2 separate regions of the Mus musculus genome follow, and region 2 is linked to region 1. Evidence: chromatin contacts called from public HiChIP or PLAC-seq data. All regions are on one chromosome and are shown on one strand. The core of a region is the stretch at or near the end of the contact, and the rest is flanking DNA. Distances in the headings are between cores, read along the strand shown. Region 1 overlaps Banp (BTG3 associated nuclear protein). Region 2 holds the start of Rpl13 (ribosomal protein L13).

Region 1 (2,700 bases), core at 60-2,559:
GGACCTGTGCTGAAAGAGTGCTGTGTGGTAGGGGTGTGAGTGACAAGAAGCTGAGCACCAGGCCTTCAGTGCCCATTGAGCAGTGGGTCTTGCCCTGGCTCCCTGCAGGGAGGGAGTTGATTGGGAGCAGGCAGAGACCTAAGAACAATGGCCTGGGGAATAGCCCTGCAGGAAGCCTAGGCACAGTGTGTGTGGTATAGGGCCAGCCCTGCTGGAGAGAAGCCACGGTCCTAGAGCTGGAGCAGCCTGGTAGGAAAGACTGACACTCAGGGGGCTCAGGAACAGCAAGGAGGGAGCAAATGGAGGGAGCACTGAGTGCCCTGGAACACTTGGCACCCTGGAGGGAGGCCTGGGGGTGGGGCAGGAAAGCAAGGCCATCTGTGGGGCCCTGGTAAGGGCCAGTGGAGGTAGTGTGACTGACACACACACTAGTCCAGGAGTTCTGAGGAGTTCAGTCAAGGTGCAGGGAGGGGCTGGGGATGGGGCGGGGGCTGTGGTGAGATGGGTTAAAGAGGGCCTCACTAGATAATTAGACTGGGGCTTAAGCCTCTAGGTTCAACAACCAGCGCTGGGGAAAATGTTTGAGGTACTGTTGGGATTTGATGCCTGTGCTAACTCTGCATGGAACTACTCTGACCTAGAGACACTAAGCAACCAATAACTAATTAGTAAGTCCTGCGGAGGTACGCCACTCAGATCCTGGGATCTCTGCCTCCCCGAGGGAGGCAGCTTAGGTTTAAGGTGTTCTACCCAACCCCCAGGTACTGCCGTGCCAGCTTATAGGTACAGGAAGACATACATGTGCAGTTCCTACACACTGACCTGGGACTTCCAACTGGTGTGCCTTTCTGTGGTGTATTGGGGTAGCATGATTAAATCATTCTTTCATGTTAACACGTGGTGGGGCCACCCCTCACCTTGCTGTACCCCTGCTGAGTGCTTGGGCTGTGGCTTTGGTGGACTGCACTTTTTCCACGTGCACCCTGGAAGCTTCAGCACTCTAAATGGTAATTGCAGTTGGAGTCTTTATTGAACATTAGTCTTAGTCCAGCTGTTTTATTACATTAGGACTGGATTCTCCCCAGGCCTTCTGAGAAATGGCAAAGCTAATTTGCCAAAATGGCAACTGCGTGCATGTCTCTCTGTTCCAGTTTTCTTGGGCTGCTTGCCCTAGTTTTTTTTTCTATTGAAACCTTCACTGTTAGCAGAATTTTAAATGTTTTTATCCTGGCAACAGGAGCATTTGGATAAACAGCGAGGAAGGAGGGCAGTGGTGTCCTTGTTTGGAGGAGGTCAGAGTTCAGGGTTTTATAGTCGGTCCAGAGTGTTTTCCTAAGCCATTTGCAGAGCTTTTAGGAAGCAGGAAGGTGCCGGGGTTGGGCATTTAAAAGCCTCTTCCACTGGCCCCTTAGGAGAGGCAGGCACAGCTCATGGAATCTCTGGGTTCCGGCCATTTGTGAATAGGCCACAGAGCCAGAGTAAGCGGGTGTAGACCAGGCAGTTGTTAATGTTCTTTTTGACAAGGCTGTCTGTAGCAGGTGGCCTGGATACAGGGCTAGATGCACACATGTGAGGAACTGGTCTCTTCCTCTACATCTTCGCTTTTCACGGTTTTCCATGTTTGGGCCTAGAGAAGGCCCAGGCTGCACACCAGTTCCCTCTGGAGGAGAGTCCCCAGAGGCTTCTGCACTTGGGTAGACTTGTAGGAGTGTCTAGGCTTTTGACATTGTGACAGATGTAGTCTGTTATCTATGAGGTTCATGTATAAAAGCCATGCAATCAAAGCGAAGCTTGCTGTTTGAAGTGAGCACTTATCACTCCCCGAGGGTGAATGTGGCTTGTGGGCTGTGGGTTGAACAGGTCTTGGAGCTGCACCTGCTGCAGGTGAAGCTGGGATGCTGAGTCTCTGTCTGGGGGCATTTGTCCTGAGGTACTGAGGCAGGCATGCTGGTGATTCTAGTATCTTTGCAGCCTTGAAAAGGGCAAAGACTTGTCTGTCTGCATTTTCCTGGAAAACGGTCTGTAGTCTATTTTCAGTTCTTTGGATTTGCTAGAGCCTGGGCTACTTTTAGTCTAGTCCTGAATCTGGCTGGGTGGCTTTAGGAAGGTGAAGGCCGCTGCCTCGGCTCAGAGCTGAAGTTCACTCTTTGCTTCTTTATTTGGAAGCAAGAAGATTGAGTTTCGGGCTGGAGAGATGGCTCAGTGGTTAAGAGCATCGACTGCTCTTCCGAAGGTCTTGAGTTCAAATCCCAGCAACCACATGGTGGCTCACAACCATCTGTAATTAGATCTGACTCCCTCTTCTGGTGTGTCTGTAGACAACTACAGCGCACTTAGATATAATAATAAATAAATCTTTAAAAAGTATTCTTTAAAAAAAAAAAAGACTGAGTTTCTGGTACTAGGTATGTTCTCTTTCAGCTGTGTCTACTCTGTCTTTCAAGTTCCTCCTCAGAGACCTTGGAAAGGGGCGGGCACAGAGGCCTGGGGGTGCTTAGGGCTGCTGCACCTGTGTGACAGCCCACTGCCCAGCTTTCCGCTGCTGCTAACGACCCTGCCGGCTCTTTTGAGTGAGTCTTTGTACAGTAAGTGCATATGCTGGCAGGTTCCTGTGTCCAGGGAGGACTCCCAGAGTCAGCCCAAGGCCCCTGCGAGCCACTGGGGCCCCGTGGCGTGTCAGGTATCAATGTTGCCAGTTAT
Region 2 (2,700 bases), core at 114-2,613, 1.1 Mb after region 1:
TTCAACATCAATTTCTGGCCTTTTCACCCACACTCAAAAAAAATGGCTCCCCCCTACTGAGGATTGAATTTAGCCTCTCATCCAATAGGCAAGAATTACATCCTCAGCCTGCTTCATTATGACATTATTTTCGCGCGCGCACGCGTGTGTGGTATGTGTGTGTGTGTGTTTGTGTGTGTGTGTGTGAGAGAGAGACAGAGAAAATATATATATATCATGGATGAGCTCAGCATGTAGAGCTTGGTTCTCTTCTACCATGTGGGTCCCAGGAATAAAATGGCAGCAAGTACCTTCAACCCTCTAAGCTGTCTTGCCAGCCCTTCCTTTTTAATTTTGAAAAGAGGGTTGGGCTGGAGAGATGGTTCAGCGGTTAAGAGCACGGACTGCTCTTCCAAAGGTCCTGAGTTCAACTCCCAGCAACTACATGGTGGCTCACAACCATCGGTAATGGAGTCTGATGCCCTCTTCTGGTGTGTCTGAAGACAGCTACAGTGTACTTACATAAATAAAATAAATCTTAAAAAAAAAGGAGAAGAAAAAAAAGAAAAGAGGGTTTAAGTTGCTCAAAAAGCATTGAAATTGCTATTGTCCTGTCTCATTTTCTAGATGAATTATGATTATGGTCCTGTGATATCTGGCCCGGGTATAATGTGGATTTTTAAATTTATAGCCCTCTTAATTACTGAGCCATTTCTACAGCTTCTGTAGTGGAATTTTGATCAGGAAGAAACCTGGTAATTGGGAATGAGGAGTGAAAAAAGGTTATAGGCATACAGGTGTAGGACCAGTGTATGCCTTGGCTGTTTTGTTGTCGCTGCTACTGTGGGTAGGAATTCAGTATTGTATTTCGTCACACCTGATTTCCCCCCGAGGAGTTAAGTCAGGGCTAAAGGAGTTATCTAAGTAAATGGGGGAGTTTGGGGCTGGAGAAATGACTCAGTAGTTACGATCACTGGCTGCTTGCTGTTTCAGAAGTTCAATTCTCAGCACCCAGGAACTCCGGTAGTAGGGGATCCGACGCACAGCCATGAAACCAGGGAGACACTCATACAAATAAAGTAAAAATAAATAAAAATCTTAAAGTGGGGGGGGAAGTCTGGAATGGGGGTGCGTGCTTCAGTTCTGGGGAAACATAAATTCCAGGCAAATCTATAATAAATTTTCCTGGGTGGACGGGGAAAAAACACTGGATCTAGGAGGGAGAAAGAGTTTTAGGGGTTTAATTCATAGGTGCGCCCCTGAGCACGCCGGAGATACCCACACTGCGAAGTTAGGAACCAGCGAGAATAACCAACCCGACGGCTAGAAAGGCGATGGTCCGCCGGCGGGCGGGTTCGCGTGACGTCACTTCCCTTTCGCCTGATTTTGATTGGCGTTTGAGATTGGCCGGACTCCCTACAAGCCCAGGGTGCTTTGCGGTGCCCGGTCCTTTCCGCTCGGCCGTTCTCCTGTATAGGAGGTGAGTCTCTGCCGCCGCCGGTCCCATCGTGGTCCATCGGGCTCCATCGCCCTCCATCCGCTGTCATCGGCGAAGAGAGGCCGCACGGACAGCCATGGAGGAGCCCGGGCGCCGACAGCACGGAGCCAGGGCAGGGGCGGGAGGACCCGGGACGGGGTTGGGGACCCTGGCCTTGACTCGCCGCCCTCCTCTCCCTCGCGGCCTTAGGCAGCCATGGCGCCCAGCCGGAATGGCATGATACTGAAGCCCCACTTCCACAAGGATTGGCAGCAGCGAGTGGACACTTGGTTCAACCAGCCGGCGCGCAAGATCCGCAGGTATAGATCGCGCGTGGCTCGCGTGGGCTCCAGGGCGGGGACGCGCGTGGGGCAGGAGGTGACGGCTGTGCTTTTCCTGCAGGCGCAAGGCCCGGCAGGCGAAAGCGCGTCGCATCGCCCCTCGCCCCGCGTCCGGCCCCATCAGGCCCATCGTGAGGTGCCCTACAGTGAGATACCACACCAAGGTCCGGGCTGGCAGGGGCTTCAGCCTGGAGGAGCTCAGGGTGAGTGCGGCAGGGCGAGGTCCCTTGGCAGGTCCCTCGGGCTCGGTGGAATGATGACATTCTCCGGAATCGCTGTACTGACTTGATGAAAGTACTTTTGAACCCTTTTCCATCTGATGACACCGAGTTTTCTCGGCAGGGCCGGCTTGGGGTGGGGTGACTGCGAGGTGGGTGACCAGTTTCTGTTTCTGAACAGGTGGCTGGCATCCACAAGAAAGTGGCTCGCACCATCGGCATCTCTGTGGACCCGAGGAGGCGAAACAAGTCCACGGAGTCACTGCAGGCCAACGTGCAGCGCCTGAAGGAGTACCGCTCCAAGCTCATCCTGTTCCCCAGGAAGCCTTCTGCTCCGAAGAAGGGAGACAGTTCTGTAAGTCCTGCGGGGCGGCAGAGGTCCGGCTCAGTGTAGATAGAGTCTGTGTTCTTGGATCCAGCTCTGCAGAGTTGACATGAGTGCAGCAGTGGGAGGTTAGAGCGTACTGGGGGCGGCGGTGACGCGTGCAGATCAGTGGGAGCCACTATGGTGTCCCTGGGCTTTCCAGTGTCTGTTAGTGTTGGGAGCTATTGACTTGGAGCCTGGTATGCTGTTCTAGAGCGTTCACCCTACCAGGACGTTCAGGGGCATCTCGGTACAGAAAGTATCTCGGTATTCAGAAGTGTAAAGAGTTTTGTAACAAGGATCGGTGGGTTTCTTGTCAGT

What was found. HiChIP or PLAC-seq counts read pairs in DNA pulled down with a chosen protein or histone mark.
Region 2: a contact with region 1 is called in an H3K27ac HiChIP or PLAC-seq map of embryonic stem cells, with 4 times the contacts expected there. The contact joins the promoter of Rpl13 here to the enhancer-like site in region 1. A contact is called at or near these places in 3 of 39 promoter capture datasets (liver and pre-B cells) and 1 of 115 datasets of contacts at active chromatin or transcription factors (embryonic stem cells).

Annotation. Positions count from the first base shown.
Region 1 is chr8:121,966,947-121,969,646 of GRCm38.p6, forward strand. The region is part of intron 1 of Banp (BTG3 associated nuclear protein); the gene reads left to right. Among named protein-coding and RNA genes, the nearest start is that of Mir7237, 9.7 kb to the right of the region's middle. Within about 2 kb of position 1,310, at least 91 of the 459 cell types and tissues checked have an H3K27ac peak or open chromatin away from gene starts, as enhancers often do. A contact at or near this core is called in embryonic stem cells and liver, where this site is marked.
Region 2 is chr8:123,100,987-123,103,686 of GRCm38.p6, forward strand. Rpl13 (ribosomal protein L13) reads left to right here and starts at 1,364. Exons shown (of 6, transcript NM_016738.5): 1 at 1,364-1,459; 2 at 1,667-1,776; 3 at 1,859-2,000; 4 at 2,197-2,370. The coding sequence starts at 1,673. Snord68 (small nucleolar RNA, C/D box 68) reads left to right here and starts at 2,072; the gene lies at 2,072-2,119.